Linked DNA regions of Anas platyrhynchos: region 2 is linked to region 1. Evidence: chromatin contacts called from public Hi-C data. All regions are on one chromosome and are shown on one strand. The core of a region is the stretch at or near the end of the contact, and the rest is flanking DNA. Distances in the headings are between cores, read along the strand shown. Region 1 has its middle 32 kb from the start of YPEL1. Region 2 holds the start of PPIL2 (peptidylprolyl isomerase like 2).

Region 1 (6,628 bases), core at 275-2,774:
ACTGAGGGCTGGAAGGGTGGCGTTGAGGCCAGGAGCCCCTGCTAAGGCTTTGTGGCTCTTGCCTAGCAGGAAAAGCAGAATTAAGAGCAGAAAAAGCTGCTGTTCATCTGCTTGATCCCCTTTAGAAGAGCCCATGATCCCAGAGGAAATCGGGAGCAATGAGGCTGTGTCTGGTGTGGCTTCATGCTGTGGCTGCCCGGGCGGTCTGCTGCAAATTGCTGCCATTGTGCTGTTGTCACCATGGCTTTTAGGACAGCAAGGTAAAAGCGGTCTTTGGAGACACTGAAACAGTTCAGGGCAGCTGCAGGTTTTGTGGTCGTGCTGCTAACAGAGGAGGGGGGATGCTGAAGGTGCTGGAGCAGGCACATGCCCTCAGGTTGGTGCCGCTGGCTCCGTGCTGTCCCATAGGCAGCCGGGCAGTGCAGCACTGGTGGGTGCAGCCCCACCGGGCACGGTGACCCCAGCACGGGCTTTGTTGGGCCCCGTGGAGGGGGGCTTTTGTTGGCTTTGTTGGGAGCTTAAAATATTACTGGGATCCCTCAGCCACCCCTCGCCAACGGTGTTTGGAAGGAACAGGATGCCGGAAACCTCATGCCAGGAAGCAGCTTTTATAAGCAAGGTGGGGGGGGATTTGCCAAACACCCCCCAGAATATCCACACTGTTTGCTTTGGAGAAGGCAAACAAACTGCATTGGCCAAACAGGAAGGAGGCGGGCAGCTGCCGGCCCCGGCCTGGCAGTGGCTTGCAGCATGCAGTATGGCCAGGATTTTCTTGCTTCTGCTTTCTTTGGAAATAAATATTATTGAGGTGGCAGCAGAGGATTTAAGTGCCCTGTGCGGTGACAGTGGGGAAGGGGCTGGAGGCGAGGCTGTGCCCAGGGCTGGTGCAGCCGCTCTGCTCTGTGAGGAGCTGGGCTGCCCCGTGGCACGTGAGGGATGCTGCCGCTGAGGGGACGTTCGTCCCTATGGAACAAACCCCGGGGTGGCTCTGAGAAGCAGCTCCTCCTCGGAGCTGACAGAGAGAGCCTGGGGGCAACCTCAGTGCCCCGGTGGGACTGGGGTTCCCAGTGCTGTTGTTGCGAAGCCGAGACCCCAAAGGCCATGGGTGCTGCAGCTCTGTGTGAGGCAGGGCCTGGGCTGGGAGCTGCGCTTGGTGCCTCAGCAAGGCCAGCACTGAGTCACCACTGCCGAGCTCGGGCACTTGCAGCCTGGTGACTTCATCCCCTGAAAATAGCAGCCAGGAGGGAGATGTCTCCCTGCCACAGCCGTGCCCCTGCGAACAGACAGGCATCGCGGCTGCCCGCGGCCTGGCCCCCTGCCCAGCACGCGCTGGGGGGCAGCTGGGGGAGGCCTCTTCAGCAGCGCCCTGAAAGCCCTGTGGTGGGAGCTGACAGCCCTTTGGTACCAAAACTCCTCTTTCAAACACTCAAACAGCTGAAGGCAAACAGCAGCGGGTCCTGCTGAGCAGGCAGAGCCACGTCCCGGCCCCAAAGCCTCAGACCAGGCCTGAGCCTCCTGGGGTGTGAGGATATGAGGCTGTGTCAGGCTGGAAGGAGGGGAAGGGAAGGGAAAGGGGAGGCCCTGAGCACCTCTGTGGTGCCACAGGCAGCCCTGTCTGCCTCCAGGGCTCTGCCGGGGCCTGAAGCCTGTCCTCCTGCATTCACTCCTGTGGCAGATGTGGCCGGACCACTGCATCCGCAAAGACCTCAAGGACATCTGCCCTGTGTAAAAAGTGGGGGCTGGGTGTAAGAAACAAGTGTGCACTGGGGTAAAAGGGTGACACAGCTCCCAGAGACAGTGCTGGGACTGTTTTTTAAATCCTCCTTGGCATTAACCCCTGAGGGGCAGAGGGAAAAAAAAAGCGCAAGTGATGGCCTATCCTGCAGTGTGCTTTGTGGGGTTTCCACCTTCCCAGCAACTCCCAAACACCCACCTGTGGGCACGGAGGGCTCGGATGGAACCGACAACCCCGTCCTGCTGCCAGGGCCAGCTCCTGCACCCCCTGCCCAGGCACTCGTCCGATCAGCCCCGCAGCCGGCCCTGGCCAGCACTGCCTCCATCGGCCACCCCTTCGGTGCCCGGGGCGAGCGGGAGCTCTGTAGCCTCTGGGCTGCGATGCCAGCACTGACTTTGCTTGTGCTGGGTGCTGTTTAAAGGTCAGAGGGGCTGGTGAGAGCAAGCTCAAGGCCTGCTGCTGTTCGGAGCTCATTTCTTGTTTGTCCACAGCTGATTTCGTAAGAAGGAAAGAAAAGCAGAGGCCTCCCCTGGAGCTGCTGCTCCCACCGTGTGGGCTCAGCACGGAGCAGCCGGCCTCCTCCTCTGCTGCTGGCCAGGGGCTGCTCCCCGCAGGGGCTGGCACACACGGCTTGAGCCTGCTTACTTCAATATTTTCCAGATCAGGGGCATTGCTGCCCACACGGGGCCCTGGGCTGGGGGTGCAGGATGAGGCTCGCTGGGCCCCTGGGGTCGGCACTTTGCCCTGGAGCATTGTGCACTGGGCAGCTGCCCCGGCCTGTGCGTGGTTTCTGTGCTCCTGACGTCACGGAGAGGCTGAATCTTCCCTTTTGCACAGAAGAAAAGGCTCATCTGCGATCATGGCAGGCTGGATTTGACAGCCTGTAACTTAATGGCTTTTAAAAAATAGCCACAGTCTGCTTTAAATGCAGGTCGAGTTGTTCTCTACCCTTCCCCCTGGAAAGCCTTCCAAGCTCTCACTTTTCTGATATTCGATACTTTCTCTAATCTTTGGCCTCCATTTATTAATGGCTAATTATATCTATTTGCTTTTGTGCCAACATTGTCCTTTAGCTTGAATAGCTTTTTTCCCTCCCTAATGCTTGCTTCCCTGCGCTATTTATAGGCAGCAATTGTATCCCCTCTCAGCCGCTGTTTTGCTTGGCTAAACAGGCTGTGTGCCTCCAGCCTCCTAAAAACAGCCTCGTCGCCCTCCTGCCTCCCTCGGCTCCTCTTTTTCAAGAGGTTTTTGCCAGGTTTGGCTGAGAGCAGCGTGGTGGCTGCATCCCAGGGATGCTGAGTGCAGGGACCAGCCTGGTGTGCAGTGGCATGCCTGCACCACGGGCAGGGAAAACCCATGGGAAAAAGGTTTTCCCTGTGCAGTGTCCCCATGGGTGGGAGGGTCCCAGCTGTGCAGCCCAACAGGCCCTGCTGGCCTCCAGGAAGCAAAACCCTATTGGAAATGCTGCCGTTGCATTTTTCAGGGGCACAGCCCCAACCTCAGTTTTCTAAGCCCCAAATCTCCCCGTGGAGACATTTTGGGGCAGCGAGAGCAGCTTCTCAGCAGCCCACCAAGGGAGCAGGGGGAGTCACGCGATTTCTATCTCTGCTTTCATCCCGGGATGAAAGAGATGATGATAGAAAACATTTGTATTTACCACAAAAGCAATTGACCCTCGAGGAGTCTGCCTCCCAAGGGTGGCCTGCAGCAAATCGCTGAGATAAGGCACCACCAGGCAGAAAACGCCAAATGTTTCCAAGCGCCTGAGCAGCCGCAAAGCAAATCTTTCTCCCAAAACTTTGCTACATGCTCCAGCGCCAGCAAACTGCACCTTGGCCAGGGGCTGTGGTGCTGGAACCCCAAAAGCCGGGCTGGCAAAGCACCAGCAGAATGTGACCCCCCCAGCTGGGCGCTGGGTGCCAGGGCTGCAGGAGGGAGCAGAGCGACCGGAGCCCAGGCGGTGACCTCAGTGCAGTGCCAGGGCCAGGAGATGTGCGGAGGGTGCTTGGTTTTGGGTTTGTTTTGATTTACAAAAATGGCCAGATTTTTTGTATTACAGACATCTTCACCACAGATCTCAGCCGAGCTTTTAATAGATGGGTTCCTCGCCAGCGGCAACTGCAAATTGATTGCAGCAGAAATGGCAAGTGAAGACAAATATAGTGCAGGCTGCCTACAGGGAGAGCGCACAGAGGAAACTTAAGATGCTATTTTTGGTGCTTTGTCTCCACTGCTTACAGTATTTCTGATCTTTGTTTCTCCTTAAAAATACGTTTGGGGTTGGGATTTATTTATTTTTTTGGTGAATTGGAGAAAGCCCTCCCTGCCCTGGGGAAGAAGCCACACGCTCGCCGAGGTTTTCCAGCTGCTGCGCTCTGTCCCCACTCCGCTGGCCAGCCCCAGCCGCTGTGAGCCCACCCCCAGTGCCACCACTTGGTGCTCAGAGCCGCTGGGGCTGGATGCTCCCAAAACTGGGACCCAGTGAGGTGCTGCATGGAGGGGAGGGAATGGTCAGTCTGCAAAATTACAATGTCCAGCCCAACCACAGGACGAAGGAAAGGATCTCCGGGATGCTCAGCCCCAATTATGTGTGCGTCCGTGGGTGCAGGAGGCGGGGATGATGTTATAAGACATTGTGCAACGCTAACAAAAGTGGTGAGCAAGACCAGGACATGCTGGGTTTAGCTGTGGAGTGGGGATGGCAAGCAGCAGGTGGCTGCTGTATTTCCTGGGGGAACGCCACCCTCTTGTAGGAGTTTTCAGGCCACAGGACAGGGCTTGTGCTCACTTTTGCGGGATGCGCAGCCAGGCCGGCACATCAGAAGCCGCAGATGCTCCTCTGCCATCTTTTTACACCTCTGCGCTTGTGCAGCCCCTGTTTGGCCTTCATTTCATCGAGCTGCAATCTGGCGTTGCGAAAAATCCGTTTTCGTATGTTTGCCTCCAAATAACATAAAGTGCCCAGCTTCACCAGCAGGCTGGGTGGTGTTGGAGTTAAAATAAGATGGCAAAAATGGGAAAAGGAAATGTTCAGCAGCGGATCGTCGTGCCCTTCAGCAGCAGGTGTCTGCCCCTTTCGTTTATGGCTGGGCTTTGGCCACACGTGTACACATTTGGTACAGCAGCAGGCATCTGCCCAGCCGCGACCCCACAGATTTACGGGGCGAAGCTGCAGGTGACCCCCGGTAAAGCCCCTTCCCCAGGGCTGTGCAGGCAGGGGCAGCGCGCCTTTTCTCAGCCCCCCTCCTTTCCACCCCAAGGCTGTGTTTCACAAGAGAAGTCAGTTTGTGGAGGAGGATTTTATGGCCGGGGATCAAAGTCCCTGGCATGGGTCCAGCCTCCCAGTGCTCAGCTCTTGCACCGCCCGGGTCTGGGTTTCTGGGCCAGGGAGGCTGAGGGTGATGGGGGCCTGGGGAGGGGGCTGGGGACAGGGGGTCACTGAGCTGCAGCACTGAGGGGGACGCTGCTTTCTTCTGCCCAGAGGTGGCAGCAGCATGGCTGGGTCCTGCTGGTGTCCCACCCGTCCCTGGGTCTCTTCAAGGCCACAGACCTGAGGGATCCTCAGCAAGGGCGGCAGAGCCACAGGGAAAACATCAATTAACTTTAACAGCTTTGCTTATTTAAGAGAGTGTATTTATCCAGGGAATAACCTGGAGGGGGCACACAGGTTTTAGTTTTTCCCCCCTAAGGTGAACAGCACGCTTACCTGTGCTGGTACAAAGCCCCCCAGCAGACCTGCCCCAACCCACAGGACCCCTCTGATGCCGGAAAGGTTGGAAATTGGCACGGTACGTCCAGAATAAACGTATTCCTGGAGAATCCTGTGGCCATCCTGGGCCCTCACTTTGCTGGATTTGTGTTTCCACCAGCAGCATTTCCATAGCCAGCATTTTGGCATAGGGGGAGCATTTTGACATGCACCCGCACCAAGGGCCAGGTATCGCCCCTTGTCCCCACCATCCTGTGGGCATTGGTTGGGTGAGAAACCACACTGGCACCCCTAGAGCAAATGGGTACAGAACGGAGGCTACGGGGCCAGGAGCTGTGTTATTATTGGCAACCTCCACTGTAAGAAAAAGTAAAATAAAACTAGGACTGGATGTAAAGATCAGCATGTCTGTTCTCTGCCCAGCAGAGCTCTTGGGAACAAATCACTGGGTTTTCTGCAGGCCCTTGGCAAGGCTGGGGAAGCCTGCCCTCCCCATAAAAGCACAGCTGTCGATTTGTAGTGCATCTGTCTTGGGGAAAAAAAAATGCATCGGGAGAGTAGGTTAACAGGCCAGTTCAGATGCTGGGGAGGAAAATTGCCCTTGGTTTATTGAGGCAGTTAATCTATAACTAAGCAAGCTACGTGTTGCTAGAGTTTGGCCTGGTTTGTGGATTTTTGGCAGCAAGCGCTGGGGCAGCTTGCTCTGTCAAGGAAATGGGGAGAAGATGGGGAGAAGGGGTAACCCCAGCCAGACCTGGGCCGTGCCAGCGCAGATTTCACCTGCTCTCGGTGTGCGGGGTGAGGATTATCTGCAGGCACAGCTCCTCTGCTGCCAGTGCCTCTCGTACATAATTCAGTCGGAGCCCACTCCAGGGCCAGGAGGAGATAAGCTTGTTTTTCAGAGCCCACATCCACAGAAACCAGAGAAGTTTCCATGAAGCCCTTCACACCGGCAGTGGTGGCAATGCCCCAGCTCTTGTTACAAGGCTGGATTTCGGAGCCGAGAGGTGTGAACATGCTGACAGGCGCATGAGCAGCAGCTGGGCAGTTTGTGGGGCTCCAGATCTGCACCTGGAGCTGGTGAGGCTCCCTCCTGGGCAGCCTGGGCACGGGCTCTGGACCATGCCTCTGCACCTCTTCCTGAACTCCCTGAAGAAAAGAGGCATTTGTGTTTGTTCTGCCCT
Region 2 (6,569 bases), core at 674-3,173, 76 kb before region 1:
TTCCTTGAGGCGCCTGGTCTGATAGAAACTGCTGAACAGCATTAACCAGAGACCGAAGAAGAGAGAGAGCCCGGTCAGTGTGGAACGCTGCTGAAGAGGGCAGTGCCATAAGGGTCCCAGATGCTTCTCGAGTGACCTGCTTTAGATTTTAAAGAAGCTCACAAGTGGATCCATGAAAATGAGTGGATGACCTAGATAGTTTCCCAAGTGAAACTTAACCATCGAAGCTGTGGCCTCTGTTTCTATGGAAAGTCGTGGATATGTACTTCAGGGGGGTCCTTTTGGATCTGTATCTCATTTTAATATCAAAACTAGCTGAGAACTGTTTGTAGGGTTTCTTGGATGTCCTGTGAAAAGCACAGTACTTCAGAGTACACTGAACAGCATATTTAACCCTGTTTAGGGTTTTTTGACTGAGGATTTATTGAGGCTCAACACTATATTAAATTAGATGAATGAGCCACATAAAAAGAAATTTCATAAATATTAACATATTATACAGCCAATAGACTCTTTCCTGTGAATATAATAATAATAAGAGGCTGTTCTAACACATGGACTATTTTTGTACTAGAATTTGCTAACTTGTAATATGGAATTTTATTTGGCCAGTAATCAGGCTATCTCTACAAAGTCATCTTGTAGGAAATCTAACTCTAATATTACAAAAGCTATGTTTCAAAATAATTTACCAAATTAACATGTCATCATCTGGTTTTTAATTTTTAAATGTTTGTAAAAGGCATTTTTGGGGAGGGGGAGGGATACAATGGGATGGCTCTTTTTGTAAGTACAAAAATAAATGAACACCGCATTGGTTTAAAAAATGAAAAAACAAACATGGTCTTGAATTTTATATTTATATTACAAACGGCATCTCCAGAAACGTCAACACAAGCTGAATCATGTTAACGTCTCTAGAAATACATAATACTGTCTGGGTGATCTTTACTCTAAGAGCAGGATCAGACAAGTATTTGTAGTCACCTGAGAGCAGCTACATCCTAAAGCCACATCTCCTCTGAAGGGGCAGGAGCTATGTGGGGAGTACTCATTATTTTAGGCAACCCAAAGTAAAAAGGGCTCCCTTAACCACTGCTGAAAGCAGTGACAAACTTCATCCAGTTATGGCAATGTTGTTTGTGTGGCATTCCATAATAACAAAATGGTGTTGGTGCCCTGCCAGCAGTTCACTTGTGGAGTGGTTTTTGAATTGCACTGAAACCAAATCAGTCAACTTGTTTTCTTCACTGAAGTATGCTTGGTGCTGGGAAGGAAGCAAGTGTATGGCTTCAGTTATTGCCAGGGCCCAACTATTTAGGTGTGTCCCAGTTTACTGCCTTAGTTGGGGTGTTTCTGAGTAAGAAAATTATTATTGAAGTCAGTGTTTGTATTTAAAAATTACCCCTCTGTTACAGGGGTGTAGTGCATGCCATGTACAGCAACTTCTAGCAGAAACAGTCGATCTCTCACCCTTGTGAGGAATGCCAGGCAGCAGTGGCGAGGAATAGCTGCACTGCTGTGGATTTTGGCTGCTGAGGGCTGTGTTCTGGTGGGTGTCTGCAGCCACATGGCGGGCTGGACCCGAGGAGGGAGAGATGTGCTCCTTGGGGCAACACAACCGTCCAGCTAGGGAGAGCTGCCCCAGTTTCCTTGACCTCTGCTCCCAGCAGTTCAATATACCATGACAGAAAAACATGGTGGTAGCATGGCCTTAAGCTACGTTTTATCCATTTTCAACTCCATGCTTCCGAGCTGTGCCTTTTTGGAAAGGAGGCCTGTGCAGCTGCAGAAACAAATCGGCTCTCCCAGTCCATTTGGACACTTTGAACTGGAATCACTTCGGGGGAGGGGCGGGACGACACTCGAGTCTGATCTGGACCAGCTGAACGCACCATTTCTTTTTTTTTACTTTCTACTTTTTCTGTGGAAGCGGCCACCAGGCCGCCTGACGAGCGGGAGCTGCCCTCCCTCAGCCCCTCACGCCTTCAGCCGTGCCCGAGGCCCGGCGTTGCCGAGCGGGTGGCGCCGCGCCCCTGAGCTGAGGGGCCCCGGCAGGGCCCGCGGCCGCCCCCCGGCTCCCCTCAGCCGCCCCCCGAGGCTCTCCCTCTCCGCCGCCTCCTGAGGGCCGGCCCCGGAACGCCGCTCGCCGCCCGCGTTTCCCGGCGGGGCCCTTCGGAGCCGCACCCGCCCCGGAAAAGCTCCGCGGCCTCAGCCGTGCGGGTGCCGGCGGCGGTCGGGGCCGAGCCGCAGCCATGGGGAAGCGGCAGCACCAGAAGGACAAGATGTGAGCGGGGCGGCGGGGAGGGGGGCGGCCGGGGGGCGCGGGGGGGTGGCCGTGTGGCTGTGTGCCGTGTGGTGACCCCGCTCTGCCCGCAGGTACATCACCTGCGCCGAGTACACGCAGTTCTACGGCGGCAAGAAGGCAGGTGAGTGCCTCCTCCCCGCGGCCCTGCCCCGGGTCTGCTGCTGCGCCTCGCTCCCCGCCGGGGCTGGGGCTGGGGCTGCCCTCCTCAGGCACCCCCGGGCTGCTCTCCGTCTCCTTTGGCCTTGTCTCCACGCTTGCACTCAAATTTCCAGTCTCCTCTCTGCTGGAGCTCCGCAGACTTCCTTCTCTAAACTCTCTGTCCCTTGCTTTGCTTGAGCAGCGGTGCGAGGGCTCTGGCACGGGGTCACGTCGCTCAGGGTGGCCGGTGAAAGGAGCTCCTCGAGCACAGCTCCTACAGGCTGCAGGGATGTCTGAGCGCTCCCTGGGTTGGCTTTGGAACTGCTGAGCCTTGTAACTGCGGGTCCAAAAATTGGTGACACTGATGAGCATGAAAAATGCTGAAATTGGAGGTGTGACGTCCAGATGAACTCTCCTTGCCCTCAGCAAGTTCTGCATCTACCGGTAGGGCAGAGCATGAAGGCACTTACAAATTAATCATCTCATTTAAATGCAGTGCTGTCAGTCTGTCGGATCTCTGCTCGTTTTATTCTGATTGTTATTTCCGTTGAGGAGCGTATTTGTGCTCTACAGTAGGAATCTGATTTTAGTTATGGGTTTGCAGAGCTTACTGTGTTTATTCTTGTCATTGGTAAATTGCTACCACACAGATTGCGCAATGTAACTTCAAATGTTTCTTTGTTACCTGGCATACTTTGTATTAATCCTGTGCTTTGTTTCTCATAAACAGACCATCCACGAACTAATTTCAGACGTATATCATTTGATCACTGCAGGTAAAGCAATAAAATTACATTATCGTTATTAAATGACCTGTCTCTTCATCTGAGCTATTGCTGAAGCTGTGTTCTTCCAAGGTACTTTCATTGACTTGTGTCTGCTATGATAGCAATGCAACAAGAAAATTTCAATAAGAACTGAAACAATATCAGTATTTCCCATCCTTAGTGTCTGCTGAGATTGAATTTGATGGCTAAAAGTGATAAAATAATTCTGAACAGTTACCATGCTTGTTCCAATCTTAGAAATCTGTGTAATTGGGACTTGAATCAATTTTTTTCCTGCTTAGAATATGGTTGGACAGTTATTTGTATCTCAGAGGCAGTGATTAGATAGACTGAAAGGATATTTATCCTATTTTTGTGTTTAGTTTCATTCTTGAAGTCCTAGAATGATGGGAGTTAGTAGAGGTGGGTTAGATATTGTCTAGTAAATCAAATAGTTCCAGAAGGTTCCATCCCCACCTACTTACTACTGCTGCTTGGCTAAAAGCTGAAGGAATTATGGAAACATCCCTAACAAGAGATACCGAATGTAATTGCCAATTACTCCCTAGCCTGTTTAGTACAAAGACAGCGTGTCTGCTTGGACCATCTTGTGTGCGGGTAGAACCTGCTGGGGCAACAGAAGCAGCTTCAGGAGTATCACAGCATCTACACCTGTGGTTGTATGGCAGTGGGTGCTGAACTGCATCAGTTCCTTTCAGAGATCTTGTTTTTAACCTAATTTATGTAGAATATCATGTAGTGAGTATTGGCAGCCACTCAGTATTTTCGCTGGTATAGGCCTTCCTTTAATATGCAAGTGATTCAGCTAAATGTTATTTGCTTCTGTCATCATGATTTCCAGCTGATTTTGCTAAAAACATGTACTTTTTTTCTAGTTTGTCTCTGCAGCCATTTGAATATCCAGTTTGCACACCAGATGGGACAGTCTTTGACATACTGTAAGTTACTGTCTGTACTTAGCTTTATTTTTGTGTTGCTGAACTGCTTGGTTACAGCTGTGTACTCATCATTTGATCTTAGCAAGTCGGTAGAAATAATCTTGGCTATTAAAAAATAATAGAGGTTGCCATTGTTGCTTGAATCTTATTACTTTCTTCCTTCTCTTTTCAGGAGCATTGTTCCTTGGATAAAGAAATATGGAACCAACCCTATCACAGGAGAAGTAAGTAATGAGGGTTGTATTCATATGCTGTGTTGGCTTTCATTGTGTTCGGTTTTGTATTTAATGTGTGGGAGTTAAAAATGCTTTAGTGAAAGTAAAACAAGTTGAATGGTAGTACTGTTATAAAGTATGGTATTTCTGACATCAAGTTTGTAAAATTAAAGCACAGACTTACAAGGGATTTCTTTTTAGGAAAAAAAAAGGTAAAAAAAAAAAAGTTGGGGGCGTTTCTGGATTTGAGATCTGGTGTTCTCTTATTGTCATCCTGCTAATGATCTCTATAGTAGAAAATAATCACACTCTGACTGTTTGCAGAAGAAAGAGAAGAACATTATATTTTCTTCTTTTCCACAGTAAAAGAAGATGTAAACCACATTGTGGAGGAAATGGGCAATTCATTTATACAAACTCCCCACCACCACTCCCTCCCTTTTTTCTTTTTTTTTTTTTTTTAATGTTTTTGCTTATCTTATGTTTATGGCATAATTTAAGTCTTTCTAGTTGGAACTCCTAACTCTTTTGTTATTGCTAGCGATGCCCAGAAAGCCTAGCTGGCTGGTGATGAGGAAGGGTCAGTACTGCTGCCTTGTATAAGGTGAATTCCAGTCCACAGGGCAAGATGCTGACTAGCTCTCTTCTCCATCTGTACTAAAACTTGCAGTGGTGTTTCCTAACCAAGTGGATATTTGGTTCCATGCGGGTTAAAGAGATTAATATTAGTGCTAATGAATGATAACTTAATGTGCAAAATCTTTTGAATTATCTTGACGATTTATTTCAGTAAGTTTCTGTCCTGGCTCTGTCATGATAGTTAACTGTAAGACTGGGATTTCACACTGTACCCAGGGCTTTACTGTTTTCTTCCCTTTTTCCACTTAAGCACTAATTATGAAGGAATACTTTCTGTAATAGCGTGAAGTTCTAGAGCACCAGATGCATACAAAATACTGGATTTTTTTTTTTTTTTTGTGGTGGGTTAAAAGACTATTATTTTTTTTTTCTGAGAACGTATATTTTAAACAAAAATTGTTGCTTGATTTACTGAAACTTTTTTCTTCAGTAAGTGCAGTTACTCTCCTGAGCATTTGGTGGCAGCCATTGCACAGAATTTCTGGTTGGTTTACAGATTGTTTTGTGGTATGAGGTTACCTTTGAAACATCTTGTATTTGATTAAAGATTTTCGCAGCAGACAGATATGAGGAGGAGCTAAATACAGATGCTGCATTCCAAAATCCAAACGTGAACAGACTGTCTGAGACTGAATATCATCAGTTATAGCAAACTGCAGGTGTGCTTGCATGATGGAGAGATGATTGAAGGTCTTTCTTTACACATGAAGAGGCCAATATGTGATGTTTAAAGGGAATGGAATTACAGCTATTTCAGTTAGTTTTGCCAGCCTCTTACTACCTTGCTACTCAGTGCATTGGTTAGGAGGTTTGGGGTGTTGCCAGATTATTATTTTTTTTTTAAACTCGGATCAGCTCCATGACACCTGTTCTCATTTCATTCTGTGAACCGTGATGTGGTTTAAAATTACTTCTGGTAAATGCATGCAAGAAGTGTAGCGTGTCTATTGGTCCTGTGCAATACAGAGAAAGTGAGGATGTGCAGAGTATTCTTGGTGAACCATAAATGCTCAAATGAAGTCTAACTTTGACATCTGTGAACTTACCTGGACTTACACTTCCATGGCTGATCTGCAGTGCACCTGCAGCTCTTCTCTACGTGTGTTCCTTTTTCCTGTGTTGCTCTGTTTTGGGGAGCCCCCTTTCTTCTTCCCTTTTCTTCAGTGGTGGAGTTGTGCTGTACAGCTCTGTCCAGAGACAAAGGCATTCCAGACCACTTGGAAGAAAAAGGAGGTGCTTGCAGTCCATAACAGCATGCAGTCTGGCTGATTATAGCCTTGTGGAGCTATAAAGGGAAGAGTGGGGTTGAGAGAAGGGATGTAATTTAGTCTTTACTCCCCAGAGAACCAAGTCTCTCTTTCTAAAGGGGAAGATGGCATAGGGCAGGAAGGGATGGGGGTGCTGGGATGAGGTAGGGTAGGTAGCAGAGGGAGTCTGTGGATCTTGTCCATCTCTAGACTGTACTGCCCCCTGGCTTAGTGCTTGCTGCCCTCTGTATTTAACTGTGTGTGCATGTTCTGTTACTTGTACAGCTTGCTCACTG

The links. A called contact is a pair of places that touch in the nucleus more often than the background predicts.
Region 2: a Hi-C map of F1 follicle shows a contact between it and region 1, with 2.0 times the contacts expected there. The contact joins the promoter of PPIL2 here to the enhancer-like site in region 1. A contact is called at or near these places in 4 of 8 Hi-C or Micro-C datasets (F1 follicle, liver, skeletal muscle and 1 more).

What each region holds. Positions count from the first base shown.
Region 1 is chr16:10,200,942-10,207,569 of IASCAAS_PekinDuck_T2T, reverse strand. No RefSeq gene overlaps it. Among named protein-coding and RNA genes, the nearest start is that of YPEL1, 32 kb to the right of the region's middle. Within about 2 kb of position 1,524, at least 6 of the 8 cell types and tissues checked have an H3K27ac peak or open chromatin away from gene starts, as enhancers often do. A contact at or near this core is called in F1 follicle, where this site is marked.
Region 2 is chr16:10,277,555-10,284,123 of IASCAAS_PekinDuck_T2T, reverse strand. It overlaps PPIL2 (peptidylprolyl isomerase like 2), which reads left to right and starts at 1,923. Exons shown (of 20, transcript XM_027469628.3): 1 at 1,923-2,287; 2 at 2,380-2,429; 3 at 3,177-3,222; 4 at 4,110-4,172; 5 at 4,345-4,396. The coding sequence starts at 2,256. HIRA (histone cell cycle regulator) reads left to right here. Exons shown (of 24, transcript XM_027469625.3): 24 at 1-839.